3 separate regions of the Rattus norvegicus genome follow, and all the other regions are linked to region 3. The links are chromatin contacts, called in public Hi-C maps. All regions are on one chromosome and are shown on one strand. The core of a region is the stretch at or near the end of the contact, and the rest is flanking DNA. Distances in the headings are between cores, read along the strand shown.

Region 1 (4,116 bases), core at 849-3,348, 180 kb after region 3:
CTGAACGCATTGGGTCAGGGTGGGTGATCTCTGGCCAGCCCACCTCTGCTGGCCGGGCTGTGTCTCTTATTTACTTCCAATCTCTCCTCAGAAGGAAGAAAATAAAAAAACATGTCTCATGCAATTGAACCAGATTAAGTAGTTCTGTGTACACATGTCACTGTCTTCGATTTTGATATCATGAAAACAAGTTAGGCTCAATCCTTTCTGCTGGAGTGGACCTTTCCTTCGACGCCCCGTTCCAAATACTTACCTAGCTCTCTGCCCTAAAATACATGGTGGGGGATACAGTTGGATGACTCTGGACTCCACAGTCTAATGGAGAATTAAAAAACAAAACCTGAACAAGAATAACAAATAAGACATATGGTGTGAAAGAAGTTAGTACATGATACAGTGTGGGGTGAGCCATCAGTTCTCTGAAGAGAACGTTTCTAGAAAAGAAGTAGCTTCTCATCAAACCTCACAAGACAGGAAAGTGGGTCACAAAAGACAAGGGTGGGGCTCGTAGACATGGGTACTATAAAAGAAAAACCTGAGGACAAGAGGTAAGAAAGAGAGAGAGAGAGACAGAGACAGAGAGAGAGAGAGACAGACAGAGAGAGACAGACAGAGAGACAAAGAGACAGACAAAGACAGAGACAGAGAGAAAGAGACAGAGAGAGAGACAGAGACAGAGACAGAGACACAGAGACACAGAGACACAGAGACAGAGACAGAGACAAAGAGAGACAGTGAGAGATAGAGAGAGACAAGAGAGGGAAGAGCCTGATCCACCAAGGAGAATGGAATCCTGGAGAATTGAGAATAGTCAGTCCCATTGAATCCTGTTCATGGTGAGTCCTTGGGAAAAGACAGAAATAAACAGCTCTGTTACTGGGACTAAAGAAACTCGGCTTTTGGTTTCCAAGTGTGCATGGCCTGTGTATTAACTGTGTAGTTACGCTGATGCCAGTGCACTCTGAAGTTCCCAAACATAAAAGTAGCATCTGGTGAGTGGTTCACTAGCGCTCTTCACCCACAGGACCATTGGACTGTGGGACCTCTGCTGGGGAGTGCTGTGTGCGCAGAGACCTCACAGAGGAGTGGTCAGTTATTCCTGAGAGAAGGAATAAACCTAGCACCCACGCTCATGGGTAACGCTTGTTTAAAATGAATACCTATGTGACCGAATGATGCAAGAGTGACAAGACATAGATGGTCCTGAGAGAGAAGGGAGACCTCCTCTCCCTCTCTCCCCCTTTCCCTCCCACTCCCTCTTCCTCCCCCCTCTTCCTTCTCTGCCTCCCCCTTCCTCCCCCTTCCTCTTCCTCCCCCTTCCTTTCCCTCCCCTCCCTCCTCCCTCTCTCCCTCCCCCTCTCTCCCTCTCCCTCTCTCTTTACCCCTCTCCCTTCTACTTCTATTCCTCCTTTCTCTCTCCCTCCCCACTCTCCCTACCCCTCTCCCTGCCTTCCTTCCTGAACGTTAGCTACTCGTATTTATATCCCAGTCACAATCTGGATTTAAGCTGCCCCCTTTTAGGAGTCATACATTATTGCTTGTCTTTAAGAAAAATTGATTTCTCTTCCTCCTCCTCCTCCTCCTCCTCCTCCTCCTCCTCCTCCTCCTCCTGCTCCCCCTTCTTGCTTGGTCCTAGCTGTCTTTAGTAGAATATTTAAAGGAGAGACCACGGAGCCCATGACGAAGCAAGAGATGAAGTACTGATAGAACCCTTAAGAAAAGAAGAAATCAGTGGTTCAGAGTAATGTGATTAGCATAAATTAGCTGGCCCATGGAGCACAGACGACCCCCCCCCCCAGAGACTTCCCTGCAAGAGGGCCTTTTAGAATCTCGGACTTCCCAGAAGCATGCAAATGGACAGCAGGTCTTTGGTAATGAGATGTAACACTAGTAGGCAGTATAAACGTTACACACAGACCAGACAAGTCTTAACCTTGCTCCATATCCCCCTTGAAATAAAATATATGTCACTGGGCCTCTGAGGGAAAGGTATTCTTTGCTCTCTGCTGAGTCTGCAGGAAAGAATGTTCCAGACTGTTTGCCATGTTTCCTCTGCTTCCAAAAAAAGATTAAGACTGAAGTAAGTCAGGCCAGAAATAAAAACCATGGCCTCCCTCTCCTTCTGTCAGCAGAGATTAAACAGATGATGACCAATCACTGTTCCCTGCCACATTCCCAGGACAAATGGAAAATATCTAATGCTGAAAAGGAGGGCTCTGGGCCTCCCTTCACAGGACAGACAGTGTCCACATAATAGGTTGCCTCTCAGGCACAGGAATCACAGATTGATTTAGTGTTCAAACACGTTTGTAAACTGTTGCGGGAACCCTTAGGGCCAGACAGATTCTCATATTCAGCTCCGTTTAGACCACGTCCTTTGATAAGAGCTTCCGTGTCTATGAGGGCTCATACTGCTCCTCCCTCCACCCCCACCTAAACCTAGTCAATGGGTTGCTATTCAGTGAGCAGGTTAGAGAAAGGATTTAAGGAACACTTAGAAATACTTTTTGTTAAGTTTCGGAGTCATTCAGAACATCCATGTGGAGAAATGCAAATCTCTCTCAAAAGACTCAGAAGAGATGAGCTGCTCCTAAGTGGCCTTTTGTCAAATGGATGTCTGAGGCAGGTTCTTAAAGCTCTAGAGTTTCCACTCCAGCTGTAGTTCTGGTTCCTAGATTAGCACTGAACGTGAAGTGGGACTCAGAGTCACTTATCCAGAGTGCTCCAGGGAGCCTAGACCATGTAGGAGTGTGTATCTCAGGGACATTTAGAAATACACCACTGCAGGTAGAAGCAAAGGCTGCCTTCGAGATGTCAGACTCATATCTTCTGATTGTGCCTCAGTGGTTAGGATAGTTAGTGTTTGTTAAGTCAGTATTCGATAGTGTGACTCTCTTCCCTAAAATACAGCTAGAAATGACAGCTTTGTTACTTTCTGATCTGTTACTGATCTGATCTGCTCCTTTCTGATCTCCTCCGAGGCACTCAGTGAAGGTCACAAGGTCCTTTTAGAATTCTGGGCACCTTTTTATGTCTGAGTTTTAGGAGCCGATCTGGGACAGATGCCTCCCTATAACTTCTGACTATTAAAATGTCCTTTCCGTGAGTCATATCTTCTTTTCAACTTTACTTTGGGAATTTGAGATTTATGTTTAACTGCCCTGAAACAAACATTCACAATTTAAAAATAAAGCCTCTATGCAGAGGGCAAAACTCAGTACCATAGAAGTGCATCCAAGGGTTGGAAAGGAGCCGGCTAAAGCCTTTGCAGCACCAAAAAAGACATGTCAGCACTCCGGACAGTTTTCTCAATGTAACAGTTTAGAGTTGTAAGTAACGGAAATTTACTGGGGCTGGGTTGGGCAAAACAAAGAGGATGAAGGAAATTAGACCCACATCACACAGTTCTAAAGAGCTAGCTCCAAACAGACTACACCGGGAGAAAATTCTAGAGTCAATGTCGAGCACTAGGACACTCAAAGTCGGTGGACATTTTTATCAATAGGCCCTTAACGGTGTCTGAGCTCCGCAGCTCTGGCCTTCGTATCTCCCTTCCACTTCTCAGGTTTCTGGAGACAAATTTCTGATGTTCCCACTTTGATTAGCTATTATTGTTTGACAGTTATTCTAGAGGACAAACTCATTTCGGAGAACCCTCGGTCCTCTAAAAGATCTACTGGGAGAACTACAAATGGGAGAAGTAAAGGACACCGGGATGCTTGGCTAAAACCCTGCGTGGGAGCAAAGAAAAGGGTGAATGGGCAGAACGTAACATTCCCATAACAACCACATTTTGGCTAAGTCAATGAGAGTCAAAGTCACACATTCTGAAATGCAAGAAACTGTATGAGAGCGAAGCTGCCGTCTCTCTGCTTTTGGAAGTCATTGGCTGCAAGCAGACCGTGGGAAGGGCAGCCTGGTCTATGGACGTTGTTGTGGACTCGTGACTGGATCATCGGGCACCACCCGTGCATCCCATCCTCACAGCCGGACTGCTGGAGGTTGCCATGTCTGCCTTAGTCCTTTTCCTCAGTAAGAGAATGCAACGAGTGGAAAGAGCATCTAAAGCTATCACCTCAGCGTTAGCCTTGCGAGCTGAGCTTGTGAGAACTGTCT
Region 2 (3,959 bases), core at 361-2,860, 180 kb before region 3:
AGTTTTTCCTCTCTACAGGTCTTCAGCTGTTCCTGTGGGCCTGTGTCTTGAGTTCACCAGGCAGCTTTCTTGCAGCAGAAAATTTGGTCTTACCTGTGGTCCTGAGGCTCAAGTTCGCTCGTGGGGTGCTGCCCAGGGGCTCTCTGCAGCGGCAGCAACCAGGAAGACCTGTGCCGCCCCTTCCGGGAGCTTCAGTGCACCAGGGTTCCAGATGGTCTTTGGCTTTTTCCTCTGGCGTCCGAGATGTGTGTGCAGGGAGCAGTCTCTTCTGGTTTCCCAGGCCTGTCTGCCTCTCTGAAGGTTTAGCTCTCCCTCCCACGGGATTTGGGTGCAGAGAACTGTTTATCCGGTCTGTTTCCTTCAGGGTCCGGCGGTGTCTCTGGCAGGGGTCCTGCCGCTCCTGGGCCCTCCCCCACGGGAGCCCAGAGGCCTTATACAGTTTCTTCTTGGGCCAGGGATGTGGGCAGGGGTGAGCAGTGTTGGTGGTCTCTTCCGCTCTGCAGCCTCAGGAGTGCCCACCTGACCAGGCGGTTGGGTCTCTCTCTCACCGGGTCTGGGAGCAGAGAGCTGCTGCGGGCCGGGATCCGCGGGTGTGGGACTTCCGGTAAACACAGAACGTGCCCGGTCCTAGAGCTCTAGTCGTGATTTTTGATTAGCAGTCATATCTCCCCAGTGGAGTCTTTGGGGGTCTTCCCTCTACTCTCACTGACTCTGGACATTGCTATCATTCACTCCATTGTCCGTTCAAGCCGGTGCAGCCAACAGTTTGGCTGTGGGAAGTAGATGCTATCATCCACAGAGTCCACAGAAGAGAATCAGACAGTCCAGTTCCAAAACAAGAAACGTATAATGTTTCATGCTGATTATTTTGTACTTGGCTGCCTCGTGGCTTGCCAAGGTCACAGGCCTGTGGTCTGTGGGTCTTCAGTCAGACTTGTCTGATTGAATCCCCATAGCATGCAGGGAGGAATGGGGTCACTGGAGATGGACATGAGGAGCCGGTTATCCTTAGGTCACTGTCTAGCCAGAGGCTGCTGAGAAACAACTAAATGAACTCCTACAATGAGCTTGCAGAGCTGTGGAATCCTGCGGGCAAGGCATCTGACGCTCACTGTATAGGTCAAGAAAGGTTTTGTTTGGATGAAGTAACACTTTACTTAAGATCTAAAGGGCTGAAGAGATTTTAGCCAAAGAGACAGGAGAAAAGCAAAGCGGGGAGGGCCAGGCTCTTTTGTGAAGGCCGTTATGCATGCATATGATTGCCAGCGGACTGTAGCTCCTGGGGGCCGATGCATCAGTCTAGCCCTGGCTTGTAGCATAGCACCTGCCACGCAGAAGATGTCCAAGGAAATGTTTATCGAATAAGTGGGAGAATGAATGAATGAGTGAATGAATGAATGAGTTTATGCTGATTGGCAAGGGTCCAGACAACCTCAGAAGGCGGAGGTTCTTAGAAGGTGGAGGTTTCCACTTGGTCCTGCCTCAGTTGGCCAGGAGACAGGAAAGTTGCATGGGTTCTTTGTGTAGCTGGACTTCTTATCCCCGGTGTGGCTGCTGATGTGGTTTCCACATGCAACAACACGTTCCAACCCACTGCTTTGAAAAGTAGCGTGCGATTTCCCAGCGGATGACTGACAAACAAGGACTGAACAGCCAGAACTGATTGAGAGTTTGAGCATTGCTCAAGTCCTCAATCAATCAGACGGTGGTTGCGGAAACAGGCCTCTCGCGCTTCCCTTATGATTGGATAAAAACTGAGTTTCCTTGTTGCCTTTCTCAGCTGCCGAGTTTCGGAGCTTAACGGGAGGTGGTTCCACAGGCCCACACAGCTGCCCACACTCTGTCAGTGAGCTCTGGGTTTCTGAATCACCTTGGGAAAATGGGAAATGATTAACAGAAAGAAAGAAGCAAAGTTCTGTCTTCTGAATGAGTGATAGTAACTCAAGTGGTGACTCCTAAGAGATGCGTGGGGAAGCTCACGGAGGGGGCAGAGGACAGCCCTGTGATCTCAGGCGTCGCTTTGATAAGGGAAACTCTGCCTCAAACTGGGGAGAGGCCAAGTAGGCAAGAGGTTCTGAGTGGGAGAACTTGAGTAACAGGGTTGGAGAATCTTGTGTATTCTTCAGTGGCCTCACCACGTGAGCTGATGTTTGACTGTAGCAGTAGCTCCCGGGGGGAACCATGGCTCACAGTGTGCTTCCCAACTGTGGATGTCCATTAGAACCCTCGGCCGCCGGCAGAGTTAAAAATATATCAGCCTTGGGCCTTCCCAATTCTTGATTTAATCGCTGGGAGGGAAAACCAGGCATTTGGTAGTTTTCAAAGTTCTCTGGGCAATTTTAATTGACGATTAACAAGTTGTAGTAGATTAGGCAGGCTTTACACCAGCGGAGAAGCTGTCTATTCCCTACCACAGCCCCTTTCCCAGGACAAGGGGGAGGAAGGGAGAGTCAGGAGAGGAGTAATTAAGGGTTCCATGTGAGGCTTTAAAACCCTCAGGCAAGAGAGGCTGTGGAAGCCAGAGGACACCCATATTACTAGATTTGCCCTTGGAATCAAAAGGAAAATATGAAAAAGTGAAGAATTAAACCAGAGTTTTGAAAAGACAGAACAATGGGTTGTGGGCAATGTCCTTCCAGGACATCTTGAACTATTTCTAGCCCAAACTTACCAATCACGTGAAGGAGTCTGCACAGCAAGAGCCCATGGGAGGGTAAATTATCACTGACATGGGTGGCGGTAAAACTCGTGATTTTGACTGAAGACAGCAGAGAAATTCATGACTCCAGGGAGACCCGGAGCAGAGCCTGGGAGCGCCTCTCTTAGGCGAGGATGGTGACGTCAGTAACAAGATTTCACGTTTGAGAACCATCATGTTTAGGGGTTATTGTTTGAAATATCACCGATGCCGCTAGTGGTAGGGGTTATAAGTGGAAGGCTTCTACAAAGTTCGGCCAATAGGTAGGCATTTCTAGATGGCGCCAGGCAGTTTGACAATTACATATCTCAGGAGAGCCTTATTTAGCCTAAGTGCAGTGCCCTTGGTGGGCGGGGGGGGGGGGGGCCCTCACAGAGAACATTCCAGCATCGTTTTGGTGACATGTCACCAAGAAATGAAATACTAATTTGTGTCATTTTCAATGCCGCAATTCACTTGGACAGATCTACGGCCTATGATAGTAGGTGGTTCTAGCTTCTTATTTCACCATCCTGTGCCCTGAGAGTCCCTTGTGTTTCTCCTGGTGGGTCACATAACCCAGGACCCTCAATGGATCCACCTTGGAAAGTCCGAACCTTTCTGGTATAACGCCAGATTGACTCTGGGAGACTCACGTGATCCTGACCCCTTAACGAGATGAAGCGTCACTGAAAGCCCAAACAGAGATGGGTTTCATAGACTGCCCCGGCACCTGGCACGCATACCTTCTTACCTGACCTGACCTCTCTGCCCTGCACACTGATTATTGCACATCATGTATTTAAAGCCCTTGTCGGATGAATTTTTTAGCTAATTCCTGACATCTTCCTGATAGCATAGCAGAAGCCACATGGCCAGAATGGTTGGTGTGCTTGAATGGGAGATGGGACAAGATCTGCCCTGAGCACAAGCTTACAGGCCTTCTGGGTCTTCAAAGGCTACAGATGACTGGAGGACCATGGCTGCTGCGACGGTCTTTCCGGTTTATGTGCTTATTGGCTGTACCCTGATAGTCCAGGTCAAGTCACAGAAGAATTTCGTCCTAACATGTCCACAGGTCTCTGATCCTCTAAGACTTGTGGGAAGTGGCTGATATGTGGTATGGCCGTTCTAGTCCCGGTCTACTCTTACCCTATCCCACAACAAGTTGAGCCTGTATCTGTTATTAACAATGGCAGAGCCAGGCAGTTCTAAATGCTGAGGATCAAGTTCACACACCACGGAGGTCTTGTGGATATGTAGATATTGCCAGACATTAGGG
Region 3 (3,934 bases), core at 763-3,262:
AAAGCAAATCATTTTCCTTGTAAAAAGAAAGTGTTCCTTTTCTCTCATGTTTAATCTATTAATATCATTAATTTGGAAGTAGAGCTAAAACATACCTGTACTATTAGTATCCTTATTTATGATTTTTCTTATTCATTTAATTTTGAAGCAATGGTGTTTGAAATACTGTACAGATAACTTGATGCCAAAATTGATATTTAAGAACAATATTTTTTGAAACATTAGTCATATGCTGAGTACTCAAAGTAAGATGGGAAGGAAATAATTGTTTAGAAGAGTAAGGGGGGGACACTTCCCGAGTTTTCTTGACAGTGCACAGGCTATAAGCAGAGCAACAGTGAGACTAAGCTGGGAATCTCAGATACATTGTAGCCTTGTAGCCGCTCCTTACTACCCGCTTTCTGTTAGTTAAGTCTGAATGCTACTCAAGCCTTCCTGTGTGGGTTTGAAGGTGATCATCACACGGAGGAATTTCTTGCTAGGGGCAATTTAGGTTATGATATGAGCCGATTATTAATACACTACTGCGTCCCTACTTTCTTGCAAAAGGAAGAAAATTAGGCTGTCTCTGTCTCTCTGTGTCTCTGCCTGTGTTTGTCTCTCTCCTTTCTGTCTCTGTCATTCTCTTCGAAGGTGGAGTGTGCCCTCCTCTTATTACTCTGTAGGCGCCCTAGAGGGTCACACTGTAATGTGGGCCCGTCCTTTTGGCATTTGGTTAAAGCTGAGGTGATCTTTGCAAGAGGTTGCTATGACAATTTGCCAACAGCATAGCCTGTACAACTCTGCAGGAGGTAGCTCCCTCTAGACTGAAGTCTGCTCTAGTTGGGGCCAGCACTCTGGGACTTGGAGAAGACACAAGGAGCAGGGCAATAAGGGATGGACACAGGACTCCAGGAGCAGTTCAGAAACTAGGCACCTCCCAGGAAGGAAGTGCATGCCTGGACGCGGTCCAACTTTCTTCCCTATCTGCTGGGGATTTTTCGAGCTTTCGCTCCACACCTGACTGTTCAAGTGGACAAAGGTGCCCAAGTGTGCCACGCACGACAAAGCATAGGTGTGCGACAGAGAAACAAATGCTGTTCTTTCTGGGAAGCAGAGGCTGTAGCCCACGAATGAATAGGGCAGGGAAATTCTCCACGTGTCTGGGAAGGGAAAGAAAAAAAGAATCTTTTCCTCCGAGGATGTGGGGAATCAGAGGTGTCGCCCCAGTGCAGCAGAGAGCTGAAAGGAAGGTGTGTCTGTCTCAGTGGCCGCGCTGGGGAAAGGCTTCGAGTTGTAAGGAAATGGGAGGCGTCTCTGATGTTTATTTTTGCCTAGCAACCCACAGCCAACTGCTACCTCAGCTGCGGTCCACAGGCGCCTGTCTGCCTCCCCTTGTCCTAGAGACTGGAGGGCAGCGGTCACTCGGTGTCAGTGAATCAGGGAGGGCGTGCGTGGCCGAGATGGAAGTGGAAGGGCAGCCCCTTCCTTCGTCCATGCTTGGGTCACCAAGCTCAGCCGCAGTCCCTCCTCGGGGCCTGACTTTCCGAGGTGACCCTCATACAACTAAGTTCTCTCCATGATAAAACTGGGGAGAGGGGTTGGCTGGGCCACTGGGACAGGGACAGGGGCCGGGGCTGGGGGGCCGCAGTATTGTCTGGGAGCAGCCATTAGGGGCGGTGTTTAGGGGCGTGATGGGAGAGGGAGGGGTCTCTGCAGCAATTTCGGGAGGAGGCCGGCCGCGGTAGGTTGCGCGGTAGGGCAGGGAGGGGCGTCGCAGGGGCGAGGGGGACACGGGGAGAGGGCAGATGGCCGCAGGGGAGGCGCAGGGCGAGCCCGAGCCGCAGTTTTCCTGGGAGCGGAGGACGGCTCTGCGGAAGATCGGAGAGGGTGGGACTCCCGGGGTGGCGGGTGGGGGTGGGGTGGCCGCCAGCCTGTGTGGCTGGGGCCGGGGGAGTCCGGGGCGGGGCCTCAGCGGGGGCGGGGCTGGCCTTCTCGGGCGCGAGCCGCGGGGGCGAGCGTGTGTGCGAGTGTGCGCGAACGCGCGCAGGCCCGGGAGGAGGCTCCCGAGCGAGTGGGTCCCGGCGGCCGCAGCCCGCTCCCCGCGGCCCCGATGTGAGGGAGTCGGGGAGGCCAGCGGTGCGGCAGGGGAGGGCGAGGCATGTGCACGGGCCGGGGGGTACAGCAGCCGCCCGAGGACGAGGGGGACGGCGGAGGCGAGGAGGAGAGCGGGGGGCTCGCGGCGGCGGGTCCGGGCCGAGGGGATGCAGTGGACTGCGTGTGTCTGGCTGTAGCGGGAGAGAGGAAGCGACGAGGCGCGGGGGACCCGCGTGAGGGGCGACCAGGAGGCGGCGGCGGCGGCGGCGGCGGCGAGGAGTAGCGGCGGGACCGGCGGCGAGGGCAGCACTGCCATGCACGTTCCTCTCCCGCGGCCATGTTAACCAGGAAACCTTCGGCCGCCGCTCCCGCCGCCTACCCGACCGGTAAGGGCCCCGGGACCCTGTCGGCGGCACGGGGCGCGGGCTGCGCGTGTTGGTGCCCCGGGATCCCTGAACCCGGCGGGTTGAGCGAGGGGCATCCGGAGCGCGACCCCGCCGCAGCGCCCTCTCGGTGGCCCGCCCTCCCCTCCCCCGGCCCGGCGACGTGGGCTCCGGAGCTCTGGCCCAGCGCTGCTCCCCTCCGGGTCGCGAACTTAACTTTGCAGCTGGCGGGTGCGCGCCGGGGAGCCGCGTCCCGACCCCCCTCCTTTCCCGCACGCCGCCGGCTTTTCCCGGGCCGGGTGTCTCCTTCCATCTTCTCCCTGGAAGAGGGGGTTCTCTGCCCACCGGGGCGGGGGCGGGGGTCTGGGTAGCTCTCTTTCCCCACCCTGACCCTCTTTTGTCTCCTCCCGCGCGTGGCTCCCAGGCCGAGGAGGGGACACCGCCGTTCGCCAGCTTCAGGCTTCCCCGGGGATCGGCGCGGGGGCTCCCCGAAGCGGAGTGGGGACCGGCCCACCCTCCCCCATCGCCCTGCCGCCTCTCCGGGCCAGCAACGCTACCACTACATCCCACACGGTGAGACCTGGCTTTGGGAGGGCGCCGGGCAGACCCCTGGCTTGTTGGGTTCTTGCTGTGGGAAGAGAGGGCCGAATCTCCACGCCCCTGGCAGGGGCCTGTCCTCGACGCCGCCCTCTGTAACTTGGGCGAGCCCCGAGCTGCTGCCACAAAAGAGATTCGTGGCGTGGGCCCCTCGCTTCCCTCTGAAGCTCGCCCACACCAGAGCTCCTTTTCCTGGGAACTTCCTCCTTGCGCCCCCTCCCCCCTTTTTTCATCTGTGCTTCCTAGAGCTCCCTTCCCCGGCCGGTAAACATCTATTCCCAACCCCAGGGGTAGTGGATATTTATAGAAACGTATGTGTTAGGGGACAGCTAGGCTACCCTGCCCGGAAAATCGATCCCCCAAAGAGCCTCAGAGGCCTGGCTGCAGCCAGCAGGGAGCACCCGCCAATTGTCCCCCGCGTGTGTAAGCATGTTTTATGAGAGCTACAGGTTTGAGCACAGCAGAAATTGTAATTAACATTAACAAAAATAAGAGCTACAGCAGTAGTCAAAACAAAACAACCACCACTGTAGGATTCTCAGCGTGGATATTGACTCAAAAGGAAAGGGCCGGCTTTGCTTTGTAGGTGGCAAGGGAAGGGCACCTGACAAGGGCTGTGCAGTCCCTTGAGGCCCTGGGGAGTGCGGAGCCTGGGACTGGTGGCTGCAGAGACTGGGGAGCTGGGCTGACTTCAGCTTGTACCTTTCCTCAGCCCCTAGCGATGGCCTTTGGATGGTGACCATGAGCCTAAAGGAGGTGTGCGCTTGCAGGTGATGGTTTTAAAGATCTCTTTCCCAAAGGCTCTCTGGGAATGTGAGCAACCTAGGATGGTTTCTGTGTGAGGTTGCCTGCAGGATGTAGGATTTTGTGGCTAAGTG

The links. A called contact is a pair of places that touch in the nucleus more often than the background predicts.
Region 1: a Hi-C map of the A7r5 cell line shows a contact between it and region 3, with 4 times the contacts expected there. The contact joins the enhancer-like site here to the promoter of Dyrk2 in region 3. A contact is called at or near these places in 2 of 12 Hi-C or Micro-C datasets (the A7r5 cell line and prefrontal cortex).
Region 2: a contact with region 3 is called in a Hi-C map of mammary epithelial cells, with 2.8 times the contacts expected there. The contact joins the enhancer-like site here to the promoter of Dyrk2 in region 3. A contact is called at or near these places in 7 of 12 Hi-C or Micro-C datasets (the A7r5 cell line, frontal cortex, liver and 3 more) and 1 of 1 datasets of contacts at active chromatin or transcription factors (oligodendrocytes).

What each region holds. Positions count from the first base shown.
Region 1 is chr7:56,068,678-56,072,793 of GRCr8, reverse strand. No RefSeq gene overlaps it. Among named protein-coding and RNA genes, the nearest start is that of Dyrk2, 180 kb to the left of the region's middle. Within about 2 kb of position 2,098, at least 5 of the 93 cell types and tissues checked have an H3K27ac peak or open chromatin away from gene starts, as enhancers often do. A contact at or near this core is called in the A7r5 cell line, where this site is marked.
Region 2 is chr7:56,426,247-56,430,205 of GRCr8, reverse strand. No RefSeq gene overlaps it. Among named protein-coding and RNA genes, the nearest start is that of Cand1, 180 kb to the left of the region's middle. Within about 2 kb of position 1,610, at least 5 of the 93 cell types and tissues checked have an H3K27ac peak or open chromatin away from gene starts, as enhancers often do. A contact at or near this core is called in liver, where this site is marked.
Region 3 is chr7:56,246,738-56,250,671 of GRCr8, reverse strand. It overlaps Dyrk2 (dual specificity tyrosine phosphorylation regulated kinase 2), which reads left to right and starts at 2,012. Exons shown (of 3, transcript NM_001108100.2): 1 at 2,012-2,462; 2 at 2,884-3,032. The coding sequence starts at 2,414.